2 separate regions of the Zea mays genome follow, and region 2 is linked to region 1. Evidence: chromatin contacts called from public Hi-C data. All regions are on one chromosome and are shown on one strand. The core of a region is the stretch at or near the end of the contact, and the rest is flanking DNA. Distances in the headings are between cores, read along the strand shown.

Region 1 (7,883 bases), core at 2,396-4,895:
TTCAACAGAATGTTAAATACTTAAGCCTTATAAAGATTAACTTTTTACTCGAATTAATCTTAATGGACTAGGAAAATATAATCACTAGTGGCCTCCCACATATCTCAAAATGATTGGATCATCCTATCAAGAAATTATATGTGTAGTTAAAGTTATACTAATAGTTTAATATGGTACTTTTAATTAAAATGTATAAATATATCTAAAGTTAAGTTGTATGTCATAATTTCTAATATTGGTTTAAATATTTGTTAGTATCATTAGGTTATGAGTTTTTTAAGAAAATGTTTATTATGTGACAAAACATAACACATATTTATTGTTCACGCATGCTAACACAAAATGTAAGCTTACTTTGATTACATTTTAAAATGTTAATGTCAATAAAAAAAGTAAGACACACACACACAAAAACAAAATGTTTCTGGAAAATGGCATGAATTTGGAGCCTAATTAGGGGCATGTACAATGAGTGTCTTGAGCTGTGTCTTCGAGTGTGTTTAAGGGGGTAAATATAAAAAAAACTCAAGACACGTGTTTTACGAAGACACTGTGTTTTGACTTTATGCTCGACACAGAGGACTAGCTGATTGGTCAATTTAATTTATTGAATACTCTGATTGGTGCGATGAAAATAGCAAGACACATGTTTTAGACACGTTTACTATATTACATTGTGTTTTATTTATGTCTTATATTTGAGTACCGTACAACAGTGTCAGGGTTGTATATACCCTTAGCAGGTCATGCAAGCTAAAGTAACTCCACTCTGCTAGACCAATAGAAACTGGGCCAGCTGAGGAAGAAGCCTGGCCTTATCTTGTCCGGCTATAACCAACATATCACTTGGATTATAATCTACAGAACTAGTGGCACTAGAATAGCCTATGCCATTCTATAGTAATCCAAAAGCTACACTTTTTAGATGTTTGTGCCTGGATCCGGGGCATTTGTTTTCTATTGGTCCTGACATTGGACACATCAACATTTGAACATGTTTTTTTATGTTTATATAGTACCAGTACTAGTATCATTTGGAACTGATCCTAAACAGAACATGTGTTTAGGACGCCGTAGCAGGTACACTTACGCTGGGTAGAAGAGGTAGGTGAACATGAATTGCAGGTACGTCTCCACGAATTCACGCTTGTACCACCTCAGCCTCATCCAGTTCATGATCAGCGGCTGCACACACACCACCAACAACAACAATTCTCAAAGGGGCAGTCCAAAATAATGAACTCGCAAACCATGCATGAGGATCGGAGCCAAGCCAAGTAATAAGCTCACGCACAGGAGCGACGAGGAAGTAGAAGAAGGCGAACACCGCGATCGGCGGCAGGATCGCTAGGAGGTCGATGTCCTCCTCCCCGGTCACCGCCAGCGCCGCCGGCGCCTCAACCTAGGTACATTATACAGCATTTGCGATATCACACGTTCGATTCCGGCCGGCAGCATTATCAAACCAAGCTGCAGGGCCGGGCAGTGATGGACACTCCTGTACGTACAGCTGCCCAGACGGCGCCGCACCGTAGCACCGTTGCCAGCCTCTGCAGCTGCGAGCTCTGCTGCACCGACGCCGCTGGCTGCGCGTTCGTCGTCTCGTCCAAGAAGCAAACGGGAAACAGAACAAAGAGCATGGACGATCAGACACCGCGGCGCGGCAGGAATTGTAGGCGAGATCGATATGGGTGAGGTGGCCGGCAATGGCAACGAAACCAATGCAAGATTATTGGTAGCTATATGTGTATCGATCTTGTCATGGAGGTGGAGGTGGCAGAGGAGCCTGAACTTGGCGCTGCTGGAGCTGGCCGAATGCTGCCGTGGCGAGGCCGCGAAGGTCGCTTGCCGCTTGGGTAGCTGCTGCGGGCAGGGAGGCGGGGAGAGGAGGCGCCATGAGGCGACGGTGTCCATCGCCGGACACGCGGAGGCGGCGAAGGCTTCCGGCTTCCCTGTGGTATGCTTTTGGTTTGCACGGCAGCCGTGGCGCGTGCCTTATCGTATCTGAATAGACGGCGGTTTGGGGTCATGTGGCACTCAAGAATTTGGCCTCCCTGGACCGTTGGATAGGGATCCAATACATGCACGAAGCTGAGCAGCGCAAACTTAGTCGTAATTTACTTACGTTGGATCGTGGAAAATAAGAGATTTTGCTCCGTAGAATGACAGTGCAGCTTGAAATATTGGATGAGATGGATAGGAGAGCGGCTGGGATATAGCCACAGAGTACCTACCTACACAGTAATTCTGACAAGTTCCCACGGCTACAGGACTAAGGCCCTGTTTGGTTCCTTTAGTCATTAGACTAAATTTTAGTGACTAAAGTTTAGTCGCTAAAGTACCATGTTTGGTTCCAGTGACTAAACCGGACTAAAGAGCATTAATTGTTGTGAATAATGACTGTTTTACCCCTATTAATTAATGGATGTTTGCTATAAGAAGGAAGTGGAAAGAGCAAATAAAGTAAAAATACTACTTTAGTATCTTTTAGTCACCCCTTGGTGACTAAAGAACTAAAGTTTAGTCACTTCACTTTAGTCACCATATTTAGGCCTCGTTTGGTTATGGGTGACTAAAGTTTAGTGACTAAATTTTAGTCACTTTTAGTCCCTAAAGAAGCAAACATGATGACTAAAATAGAGTTACTAAACTTTAGTTCTTTAGTCACCAAGGGGTGACTAAAAGGGACTAAAGTAGTATTTTTACCTTATTTGCCCTCTCAACTTTCTTCTTATAGTAAACATCCATTAATCAATAGGGGTAAAACAGTAATTATTCACAACAATTAATGCTCTTTAGTCCGGTTTAGTCACTCGAACCAACACAGGGTACTTTAGCGACTAAACTTTAGTCACTAAAATTAGTCTAGTGACTAAAAGAACCAAACAGGGCCTTACTTATTTAGGGAATAAAAGTGACTAAACTTTAGTCACTAAACTTTAGTCACCCTAAACCAAACGGGGCATAATTCTGATAGATGGTCTGACAAAGGCGCTCATGTGAATTGAAATGAAACACGCATCACTGACGGAAGTGTGCGGAGCAAGAGCGCGTGGTGAGAGCAGAGCTCGGAGCAGCGCAAAGTTGCAGACACACAGATCCTACTACTACTACTGTATGTACCACGCCAAGCCAAGCAACCTTTTTTTGTTGACATGCCTTGCCAAGCGACCTGCGAGCCGTGCTCCTCGAGCGTGGAGGCAGGCGTCGGTCGGTCAGAGTCAGACGGCTCATGCGAGGAGCAGATAGCCTGGCACTCTGCCGTCGCAACAATTACCGATGGGAGGGCCCAAGCGTGACCTGACAGCTCCAGGTTTGCCGGCCTGCAGGCGCATGCAACGCTGCACTGCACACTCCGCACTTCCGTTACTTCCACCCACCCTTTGGGCCCGCTACTTAACGGGCCGACAAAGCTAGCCTGTCGCACAATTGCGGCCATGAGCCTGGCACCCATGCACCGCCCCGCCCCGCCCCCACACCCCGGCGGGCGAGAATATTCGGGCGGACGTCCTGCGTGCGAAGGGAAGATCCCCTCGGAATCGGCATCCTGCGCTCCCATGTCTTGGCGTCTCCCGGCGCCGGGCGCGACGCTCACGCCAATGACTATTTATCCGCCCTCCTTGCGATCGGACAGCCAGGCAGCGACGACGACCGCGACCGGTGGGCGGCGGAGGCAAGCTGGGTGGGTTTCTACTTCTACTACTACTACCACACGCGCGCGCGATCTCGCGGTGCGTGTCTTCCTCCCTAGCATAGCAATAGCCCATTGTTTAGTGTACTTAGTTTGACAGGTCTCAAGCTAGAGCACAGGTGGTTTCATCAGCTCACACACAGAGAACAGGATCAGGATCAGGACAGATGGGAGCCGAGAACGGTAGCAACAACCCTTCGTCGACCGTCTTGGATGGCCTCTACGGGGTGCAGCTCGGCCGTCCATCGGATCCGGCACAGACCGACGGTGGGGCGTCGTCGTCACCAGCAGCTTGTGAACACCACCACAAGCGTGGCCGTGGTGGTACAGCACAGGCACAGCAGAGGTTGCAGATCCGGTGAGCGCAAAAATCTGCAGTAGCTAACCTAACCACGCATACACAAGTCCACCCTTCTTAGCTTTGGTGATCTGATGCAATGCCTTCTTGTGACCGCAGAAGGCTATGGCAGCACAGACCGTCTTGCTTCAAGCCCATCCACTGCACCATTACGTGTACGGTAACCACTTGCCATGCATATAATCTCGGGCTTCCAGTAGTAATAAAAGCGTATTATTCGATCTGTTTTGAGCAGGTGACAAGCATGCTGGCGAGACTGTCGCGAACGTCGTCACCTCGCTGCCCTTCATCGTTCTTGGACTGCAGGCTCCAAGGCAACATATATGCTTTGTTTGCTTGCGTGCTCACAGCGCGAGGAGTCTACTAAGTAACGCGCGATGCTGCAGGAAGAACCTGAACGCCGCTATCTACGCCAACTCCCTGGTCGGGATGGGAGTAGCGTCGAGCCTGTACCATTCTTCCAGAGGAGGAATCCGGAGGCTCCTGCGTTGGGCCGACTACACTATGATTGCCACCACAACTCTGGTAGGTCGTCGGCATCGAGGATAGCTACTAGTCGAGGGATTAATTCGCACGTCGTTCATGACAACAACAACTATGTATGTACGTGTTCCACGCAGTGTTTGTCGAGAGCAGTAGGCAACGAGAACCCAAGATTGCTCATGGCCGCTTCAGCGTTGCTCCTGCCGTTTCAGCCACTGGTGGTTTCGGCTGTCCACACTGGACTCATGGAGGCAAGTAATGTAATCCACATGTATATGTATCTTCTGTAGCTAGATTGACTGAAGACAACACAACACTAATTATTAACTATCCTAATGGACGCCGCCAGCAGGTTTCATTTGCGAGAAGAGCGTCGATGGAACCGGAGCTCAGGATGGCGCATAACCTGCACAAGGTGTCGTCTCTGCTGGGAGGTGCGCTGTTCATCGCCGACGACTGCTTCCCGGAGACTCCCTATATCCACGCCGCGTGGCATCTTGCTGCTGCCATCGGCGTTGGCACGTGCAACAAGCTTCTTGAATGACAACAGCCCGGCCTCCACTCATGCTGATATCAATGAGCAGTTGATTTCAGCACCTATCACGACCTACGCTACGTAGAATGCACACAGTATAGCAGCTTGTCGACATTTATAACAGAAAACACCATATGTCTATTATTTGATAGCCTAGGCTGAACTCCTTCGTCTGACACATGGTGTGGGAGGGAGTAACGTTTGAGACCATCTTACAGGCAATCTGAAGGTGGTGAAGATTTGTTAAAGACTGATCCATTTGCATCTATGTCAGTGCACTGAGGAAAATTGTCAAGACATCAACACCCGATGACCAAGTATTTGCAGTTCTACTTCAAGTATGGTGTGGATACAGTTTGCACATTCTTCATATAAAGGATTTTGGCTTTTGAGTCACGGATCAACCACTTGGGCCTGTGTTACCAACATGTAGGACTCATTCTGATTCACCCAGCTTCTTCGTGTTAAGTAACCCTAGTTAAGGTTATGTGGGCAAATACCGACTTTGCCCCTGAGGGGTCTCATATCTCTATATAAGGAACCTGTACACCCCTTCATAATACAGAGAAGAGAAAGAGGCCAGAGGCCCAACCCTATATCCAGTGTCTCGTGTGTTTCCTCTGTCGTGTTTATGGGAAGGGAGACGGGTTCTCTACATCTTCTCGCGCCTAATCTGCTGACGGGAGGGAAGGAAGCGGATCTGGTGATCCGTGGTAACGTAGTTCTCAATACGTTATCAGCACGCTCTACCTCGATCTTGCCGCGGGATCAGATCTGCATCAACTCTCCGTCAAGCTGGCAGGTCCCTGGCCTCGCCAAACTGTCCTACGCGACAGGCTTCGATTTACCATCTACGCAATCACACGGTACCATATATTGTTGTTAATGTGTTCGTCTGAAAAAAGCGAATCAGTGGTCGAATCCATATTGCCAATCACGAACACACACGATTGGTCTGTATCGCGTGATGCTGGTATGCATAACGCACAGGAACGTCGCGCCGCGCCGCGCCGGAGGTCGCACTCGTGCCTGAAGTCGCGCCTGTGCGTGCCAGCTCGCGTCGTCAGCCGCACCCATGTCGAAGGACACGCGCACGCGCCTGAAGCCGTGCCCGCGTCGAGGCCACATCGTAGCCGAAGGCACGCCCGCGCCATGCCGGAGCCTCGCCGGCCCGAGGGATCGAACATGACGGTCGGTCTCTACGCAGGGGCACGAGGATGCATGCCAGGCTACCAACACGCGACCCCCACTCTCTCCCTCGCACGGATAAAAGGGGAACTCGGTTAGAGTGGTGCCGATAATTGCGAACGGCTTTCAGTTGAAAAAAAGTGGCCGCATGCATGCAGGATGCAGCGCTATACGGTTTCCATGCATCCACAATGACCTGATAACTGCATGACTGGTTCTGAGGCCGCGCATGCATGCAGTCAAAGCAACCAGCCTTCCATAGCGCAGCGCAGACCGCACACCGCATGCAGTCTTGTGTGAAGCGCAGCAAAAAAAAAACGGATCTTGCAACCGGCTGCATGGACGAAGGAAAAAGAAAAAGCAATGCACGCTCCACTCTTTTTGCATGGTCGTCTTTTATTACCTGCTACTACGACATGGCCAGAGACATGCAAGATATGGTCATGTAGATCCATTTGCTACGCGGAGAGAGACGACACGATCAGTTAAAAAAAAGCAAAACAACTTCCATTTTTTATGTGGTTTTCTATATTTTACATGAATACATATCATATTTATTCTATTTATTTCCTGTGAAAATAACAAATAGAATAAAGCATGTTTTATGTTACAGCTTCTACCTCGATTAATTATTTTCTGTTGTAAATAATTAATAGAAAAAATGCATGCTTAAATATTGGAAAAATATTTTTACACCCGATGTGTTATGATTATGCATTAATATTGGTATTTATTTTTTTCTGCTTTATTTCCTGAAGTAAATAGTAGAAAATTATTAAATGCATGTGGAGTATATATTGTGTATACTTAAATCGCTCTAAATATTTGCTATGTGTTGAGCCTTCGGACTCACGTCGAGCGATTAAATTGTATAATGGGTACTCAGACACGCCGATCAGACTGCGTTGGTAATCGGCTGAGTTATGGCATTAGCTGAATATTGACTGCGCCCTGACAACACGACGCAATATTTGTGACGTTCGAACTTGGTTGCGTCATGTGATTGCTATGTCGTGCTCTCCATTAATCGGATCGCTCCCGTTGAGTCAGATCGCCATCGCTGAGTCGCGTATTTTTTGCATGCCCTATAGGCACTGTATGTCTGCCGCGAGCCACAATTGCGCCTGTTGCGCACGTTGCGTGGATTTATCGTGTACCCCAATTACCGATCTATAATTGTGCCTGTTGCGCTTATTACGAAGGCTTGCTATACTGTCGTAGCCCTGATGGCCGCACACGTGTTGACGCCAGATACGCTAGACCTTATACTCGCGTGGATTATGGTGGGTTGTTCAAGGTCCTGAAGTCACATTATGTGCAACCTTCGTAAACAATTTTGTTTTCGCTCTATATTTGGTTTGATTGTGTTGTGTGGCATCATATTTATATATCGCCAAGTGGCCATAACAACTATATCAAGCTCTATAGTGCTTGGAAATCTGGGAAATTAAATTGAAATAGAATTAAACACAGATAAGTTAATTTCTGCTCTCTCCTCATGCATAAAGTTTTACCCGAAGTTATATAATATAATGCATGAAAGCCTTTTTGGCATAAAAGATATCACAAATTGGGATTATATTAGTAAGCAAAAAGACCTTACCAAATGATTTAAGATCAGAAATCTC
Region 2 (7,883 bases), core at 2,982-5,481, 400 kb after region 1:
CGGGTCTGCACTGTAAAGCTGGTATATGAAAGCGTAGAGATTAAGTCAATTGGAGACCTTGGCTTTGGTGGGGATTGTTGGAATTAGGCCCACTAGTGTGTGGCCCAATTCAATAAGGAAGTCAATGTGGTGTGTAGAGATGGCACGGGACTTTAGTCCCATATCGCTCATCTAGATAGGAGCAAACCAGCTTATATGTGGGAGTGTTCCCTACTCTTTACATGAGACAAATAAAGGGCTATGGAGGCTGCCACACGCACGTGCTCGCTCGCGTTTCGCATTGTTTCGCGTTATTTATCGCGTGACTTGTGACTTGCGACTTGCGACGATGCGCGATCGCGTCGTGACGTGTTCTAAATGGTAGTTTAATTTTTGCCTTTTGTTTATTTGGTTATCAAATATCACACCTAGACTGCCACGTCAACCAGGAGTAATGGCACACACGTTACGTGAGAGATCTTCGGATGGTTGCACATAGAGATACTCCAGGGGGTGGTTCCTGAAATATTGCAGATCGAATCAAGCGGTTTCGGCGGCCCGTCTATAAAAGGTAGACGTCCTTCAGGCGGAGGACACAGGCGAATAGCAACCGACTCATCCTCTTCTTCTCAATTCTCTGCGTCGTCGCTTCTCTGTCGTACCGTCCCTTCATCTGTCGTGCAGCAGATCAAGGGAGAGCGGTATCTCCGAACCACCGCCAGTGTTTTGACGACCTGCATGGGTGTCGGCGAATCAGGTTTCTGGGAAGTGCTTCGCGCACGTCCGTTCGAGTTCTTTAACACTCGTGGAAATCACTATGAGTAAATCTATATTTTTAGTTTATTATGATGACGATCTTATGGTTAGATCCGTTGTCGATTCTTCTTTTATGCGTTAATCTTGTTGAGTTAGTTCAGATTTGTTCTGTTCTAATGTCGTGGATATCATCTACCAGTACATCTAGGTTTTTCGTTTTATGCTGCATTATCAAATTAATCTTAGATAGCCGGTCCCAAGCCCGGTAAAGGAGGAGGGTTGTGTTAGGTCCGGCAAACCAACGTAAAAACCAGCCAAATCTTATGGAGATGAAACCACAAAGAAAATCATTGGGGCGTAACCCTCTTAGCGACGTGCCATATCGGAACCCGGGTATGGTGTTAAATGAGCAAGGGCCGGGCCGTCACCCCTTAAGTGACGCGTCGTCTCTTGATCTGGAGCCAGTGATAAGTGAGCAAGGATCGGGTCGTCGCATCCTTAGTGGCGCACTACATTGGTGCCCGGGTGTAGTGGAAAATGAGCAAGGGTCTTTGCATCTTCCTCGACGGGTGCGAAGGGTAAGGAAGCTAGTCGAGCCAACTAGGGTCCATGTAGGTAGTTGGAACGTAGATTCCTTAACAGGTAAGTTATGAGAAATAGTCGACGTTGCGGTGAGGAGACGGGTAAATATTTTATGCGTTCAAGAGACCAAGTGGAAAGGACAGAAAGGCGAAGGAAGTGGAAGGTACAAGCTTCAAGTTGTGGTACACGGGGACTGCAGCAAACAAGAATGGAGTAGGCGTCTTGATCGATAAGAGCCTTAAAGATGGGGTAGTAGATGTTAGGAGGCTAGGAGATAGAATCATCCTAGTCAAACTGGTCATTGGGGACTTGGTTCTCAATGTTATCAGCACGTATGCTCCTCAAGTAGGCCTTAATGAGAACTCAAGTAGGCCTTAATGAGAATCATCCTAAGTCAAATGCTCACTTAATAGCCTTCAGTTAGTGCAGTGCTACCAGAAAACCATCCTCTTTCTCCAAGCAGTTGAATAAACTCTCATCACTTGATACTTTGTGCCTAATAGATTGTGACATCATTGAGATGCCTTGTCCACCAGTAAGCATGTGGCACTTGAGGATACTAAAACAGTTGGCCCTTTATAAATATGATTGGATCACATTTTCAAGAGATTAGAAGCATTGGTTTTCATACAGGGTCGTGCACAAGCACGTGCAACCTGTTCGATTGAACATGGTCCCCATTTTTTTGGGCCCCTAAAATTCCATCTATGAAGGCCTATTTAAATGACATGCCATCTCTTAAGAAATTTGTATATGAGATGTTGTCCTCAAGTAATGTGTTTGTCTAGTGCTGTCTACCAGACAAGATTGAAGGAACTGGTCATAAAATCTTGTGATGCACTATCATCACAAAGAGAGTTGCAAGGCCTTGTCTCCCTTAGTGAGCTTATGGTTACAAGATGCTTAGAGTTGGAATTGCTGCATGATATGGATTCCTTTTATGCACTTGGGATTCTGATTATCGAGGATTGTCGTCTTCTTAGTTCACTACCAAAGAGCGATCTTCTTGTATCACTTAGAACTTTTGTATTGAATGGATGTCATCAAGCATTAGAGGAGCAATTTCAGAAGGGGAAGGTCTAGACAGGAAGAAGATTGCTTCACTTCTAGGATGCATGCGCTCTGAACATAATACAAAAGATGTGTGTGTCTGGTATTCACTCGGTAAGGTTTACTCCTAGTATAGTTGGTGTCAGCTGTGCTTATTTTCGATTGTTGTGGCATACCCCTATATACATCAAGTTTTTTAAAAATACTGGGCTGATTTAGACGTAAATTACTTACTCCCTGTACATTGTTTCTGTATATTGAGGCAGATTTCAGTTTAGAAACTAAATAAGATTTTTCTGTAAATTCAGAAAATTTTCAAACATTTTTGAAGTTCTAAAATATAGAAAGGTCTCATGAATTTCTATAGAAACATAGATTTAGCATAGCAAGTGTAAAACTACAAATCCTGACACACCAACATAGCTCATTCTATTTATGCGGTATATTCTAGAAGATTAATAGTTGGTTTGTTGTTTTCTAAAAATAATAATCTACATACCTCTCAATTCTTTAAAAAATGCAATTAAGTGGAAATTTCTTTCTGGAACGAATGAATATTCCTCTCCAACCTACCAATTATATGTGCCATCATTTTCTATTAAGACACGCCATTTCCATACAAAATGCGAAGTGCAAGCATGTTCCTGTATCCTTTTTGTTGGTCTACAATTCTACTTGTACTCATCTCTCCACTTTCCAACACATACCCGAGGACTTGTTCCATGAATCGAAGGAAAATACACACAAAGTAGTGGACAAAGATACACAACTTTGGTTAGCCAAACAAACCTGTACCCACAATAGCACTTCACACATCCTAGGTCACGAACGGCCCCCTGAGAGCAACCCATGAGGCCACGAGGACGACAGTCGGTGGCAGCGAGGTAAACCAATAAGGACAAAGGAAGATGGATTTGGGGAAAATGTAGGCGAAGGGCTCCAAAAGCGCGAGATGGGGATGCAGAGGAGGAGGGAGGAGGTAATAAAGTGTAGGAACATACAGCCGCTCTGTCCGTAGAGATGAGATTCGCGATGACGTCCATGTCCCGGCCCCAGCTACGTCATGCGATCGCTGTGGAGACGTGCGCCCGCACGCTCGGCGAGCACAAGGCTTGGCAAGCTCACTCGTGACGTCCTCAAATCCTCTTCAGTCTTCACCAGCAACTGCACGCGGGGCCGCTCAGAAGCTGGGGCCACCCAGCAGCGGTAGATCCGTATCCACGGGAGAAAGCGAGGCTGGTTGGAGCGCATGATGATGCCGGTCGTTGAACCCGACGTCGTCATGAGTGGAGGGGAGGGCCGCGTGGAAGATGGGACCAGCCCAGTGCCCCAGTAGAGGTAGATTTATGTCCACAGGAGGAAGCGCGGCTGGGTGGAGCGCAGGCTACTGCCGGTCGTCGAACGCACCGTCGCTGTCAGTTGACGATGGTCGTGGCAGGCGCCAATGCCGCCGACAGCTAGCAAACGCCTCCGCCGCCGCCGCGAAGCAACGCCCCAATCCATATCCCGTGGCAACTGGATGTGGGGCCACGACGAGGCCTAGGCCAAGATAGAAGTGCCTCCCCGCTAAAGGAGCCCGATGGCGTCATATTCCTCCCGACGATGTACTACACTTTCGGCAGAGGTGGCAAGCGAGGCGAGAGTGAAGAGAAGTCGGCCACGGAGGTCGCCGTCGGGTGAACAGGTAGAGGGGTTGCTGGCGGAGCTCGACCGGGGGCGGGGGAAGCGGGGGAGAGGAGGACTGATTCTTGGAGACGCCACGACGAGGAAAGCTGGTGGAGCCGGCCTGGCACGGACGACGGCGAGGACGCAGGCTCGACGGCGAGATCGAGGAGGCAGGGACGCGATAGGAGAGGGAGGGCGTGGGAGGGAGGGAAGAGAACATTGGGAGGGACACAGAACTGCTCAGCGTTTGCAGCATCATTGGATGAAAGACTCGCGTCCGTGCCTCTGGAGCGGTGTCAACGTGTCGATCCGCGATGGGCGAATGTCCCGTGAAGTGCGGACGTCGCTTCAAATGGGGTCATGTTTTAATAACTCTGATAAGATATGTGAACCTAGGATCACGTTTTAGAGCATGTACAGTGCAGAGACACCAAAACGGTTCTCCAAGCACAAGAGACAACTAAGAGACTCTATTGTACAATGGAGTGTCTCTAAACGTAGTCTATTAATAAATACAGAATTAAATGTATTTGTATAGCATCAGATCGATAGAACAGACGACAAATTCGTACAGTGGGAAGTGAGGCGTCTGTTGTTACTTGGTTTACGAGCCAGAGGCGTCTCTTCACGGAGAGACGTCTCTAAGATTTTTTTGCAAATAACCCCCTAAAACACATTAAGAGCCCCCACATTAAACACCACTGTACATGCCCTTAGGTCGGAAAAGGGCGCGTCACGCGTCGTCTCTGCTACTGTCATCGAACGCCACAATGACAGAAACCAGAATGACGGGGAATCAGAACGGCCATGAACCAACAAGCATATCTGCGGTGTGTAGACACTGTTGCGGGCCTAAGCCGAAGTAGTATATAGCACGCCAGCATGAACCAGACCACGGTGACCTCAATAACTCGCTATTAGCCTGCAGTTTCAGTCCTGACTACAAATTCAAATCAGAAAAAAAAAACATTCTGACTACAAATGGGACCTAGCTTACGCTGATGGGCTTACATGGAGAAAAGGGCCCATGATCCTGCCCCAGCTTCATACAGACACTGTGGTCCATTTCTTGCCTAAGATTGAATCCCGCATAATGGTCGTGAGTCACGTTGGGCCCAGACACAAGGCCGTGAGCAGTTCGATTATTTTTTCTAAAAAAAAAATAAATGTGACAGAACACACTATAATATAATGCTGAGTATTATATGAAATCATCACACGACTTTAATTTTATCTTATGTTCTTTGTTATAAAACTATGCCTTCCACTTACGACGTCGGCCGAGTTGGCTAAAGTCGGAAAGACACATCAAAAGGGAACTAGTACCTTATAATGACATGACAAAGTGAAGAGACAGACGGTCTTTGTTTATTTTGCCTCCAATGATGGCACAGCTGGAGGTGTGTGTGTGCTGCATGCAAATACATTCAATCTAGAATGTAAATAAAAAAGATTAATCTAGATGTTTTTTTGGCGTACCTCTAGCTAGCTTTAAAGATTTCTCTAGCTAAAACGGCGGCTTAAATCTAAAAAAACTTTGAAGGATATTACAAGTTAGTGGCAGCACAAAATGCAACAGAGCCAGGATATCAGATACCAACATAAATTTTGAATATTATGATTTAGAATCTGGCAGAATTGCGGTAAGCCGGTAAGGTGAGTTCTAACGGCGGAGCCTAACAACCGCTGGCTTGGCGTGGCCGGTGCTCGATATCGATTCGAGTGGTGGAAACGGCGCATGATAGTTTTGGTTGGTCGGTTGGGCTGTCTATCAGTCACAGCGGACAACAGCAGCTACGATGGGAATGGGATCGGGTCGGTCGGTACTGACTGGTGTTGGGACAAGCAATGTCATTGACTAATAGCGGTCGATAGCAAGTGTCAATTGGTGACATGGCACCATAGGATTGGTCTATGCTATTTCATCCATTTAAAAAAATTCAAAAAAATAAAAATAAAAATCCTAAATCCATTATATAAATAGAGGAAGCTGGGTTCATTCGCACTCATTTATATCCAATTGATAATCCCTTTCCTAACTTGCATGTGGGGAAGGTCAACGGCTATCCACGGAGTTACCCCACCAGGAGCTTAGCCCTTACGTTGGCATCCTTATTATGTAAAAAATTTGTCGACGACTCTGATATTTTTATCGAGATATCAAAAAATGTGAAAACTTCCCTTAGTCTTTGTTGTAGCCTCTCATAAGGATGCCAACGTAAGGGCCAAACTCTTGGTCGGGTATGGATAGCCACGTGAACGCTATGGGGGAGATTTTTCTCCCATCCCCGTCCTTATCGGGAAATTTATCTCTACGGGGAATCCGTCCTCGTTAAGAATACAATAATTAGAGACAAATTCAAACTAACTATATCAAATCAATATAAATTGAACAAACAAGATTTAAAATTACAAGAGATATATACTTTAGAGTTTAGTTTTTTATAATAGGCTATGTATTGAGTTTTAGTATATTTTTAGCATACCAATGAACTAATTTAGATAAAAAGAAGTTTGTGGGGGCGATACATGTGGGGATAGGAATGGTTCCCCATCTCCGTCCCCATGAACCTGGCCCCAATTTCGATCCCAGTTTGGATTAATTTACCCTCATCCTCGTCCCCTATAGATGAATTCCCTGTGTACAATCGGGTATCAAGTCTCCATTGCGATAGTTTATCAAAACCGTAGTTGCACGTAGATAATTTATTTATTACATTTATCTTGACTAGCTAAAGAATAGATGTCTTAGTTAAAAAAACATATTGTCTAATTCATCTCCTCCTATGTGTCAAGTGTCTTAACAATAACAATTTCTCTATGTACCGTTTTAGCACAAATTTACATAAAATCAATTCTACAAGCCACATAACTTTGTTGTTTTCAACATCACCTTTGAAAAACAAATTCAAACAAAACCTACTCAGAACTTCTCTACATATGGGAATGGGATCGGGTCGGTCGGTACTGACTGGTGTTGGGACAAGCAATGTCATTGACTAATAGCGGTCGATAGCAAGTGTCAATTGGTGACATGGCACCATAGGATTGGTCTATGCTATTTCATCCATTTAAAAAAATTCAAAAAAAATAAAAATAAAAATCCTAAATCCATTATATAAATAGAGGAAGCTGGGTTCATTCGCACTCATTTATATCCAATTGATAATCCCTTTCCTAACTTGCATGTGGGGAAGGTCAAGGGCTATCCACAGAGTTACCCCACTAGGAGCTTAGCCCTTACGTTGGCATCCTTATTATGTAAAAAAATTGTCAACAACTCTGATATTTTTATCGAGATATCAAAAAAATGTGAAAACTTCCTTTAGTCTTTGTTTTGTTGTAGCCTCTCATAAGAATGCCAATGTAAGGGCCAAACTCTTGGTCGGGTATGGATAGCCACGTGAACGCTATGGGGGAGATTTTTCTCCCATCATCGTCCTCATCGGGAAATTTATCTCTACGGGGGATCCGTCCTCGTTAAGAATACAATAATTAGAGACAAATTCAAACTAACTATATCAAATCAATATAAATTGAACAAACAAGATTTAAAATTACAAGAGACATATACTTTAAAGTTTAGTTTTTTATAATAGGCTATGTATTGAGTTTTAGTATATTTTTAGCATACCGATGAACTAATTTAGATAAAAAGAAGTTTGTGGGGGCGGTACATGTGGGGATGGGAATGGTTCCCCATCTCCGTCCCCGTGAACTCGACCCCAATTTCGATCCCAGTTTGGATTAATTTGCCCTCATCCTCGTCCCCTATAGATGAATTCTCGTAGAATCGGGTATCAAGTCTCCATTGTGATAGTTTATCAAAACTGTAGTTGCACGTAGATAAT

What was found. A called contact is a pair of places that touch in the nucleus more often than the background predicts.
Region 2: a Hi-C map of ear shows a contact between it and region 1, with 1.7 times the contacts expected there. The contact joins the promoter of LOC100191264 here to the promoter of LOC100272638 in region 1. A contact is called at or near these places in 3 of 25 Hi-C or Micro-C datasets (ear, leaf and tassel).

Annotation. Positions count from the first base shown.
Region 1 is chr2:185,113,521-185,121,403 of Zm-B73-REFERENCE-NAM-5.0, forward strand. It overlaps LOC100272638, which reads left to right and starts at 3,646. Exons shown (of 7, transcript NM_001353541.1): 1 at 3,646-3,731; 2 at 3,804-4,049; 3 at 4,149-4,204; 4 at 4,285-4,363; 5 at 4,436-4,574; 6 at 4,670-4,783; 7 at 4,885-5,662. The coding sequence starts at 3,859. The coding sequence ends at 5,076. LOC109944586 reads right to left here and starts at 1,921. Exons shown (of 1, transcript XM_020549358.1): 1 at 1,309-1,921. The coding sequence starts at 1,914. The coding sequence ends at 1,375.
Region 2 is chr2:185,514,435-185,522,317 of Zm-B73-REFERENCE-NAM-5.0, forward strand. LOC100191264 reads right to left here and starts at 4,232. Exons shown (of 1, transcript NM_001136698.1): 1 at 2,948-4,232. The coding sequence starts at 3,410. The coding sequence ends at 3,039.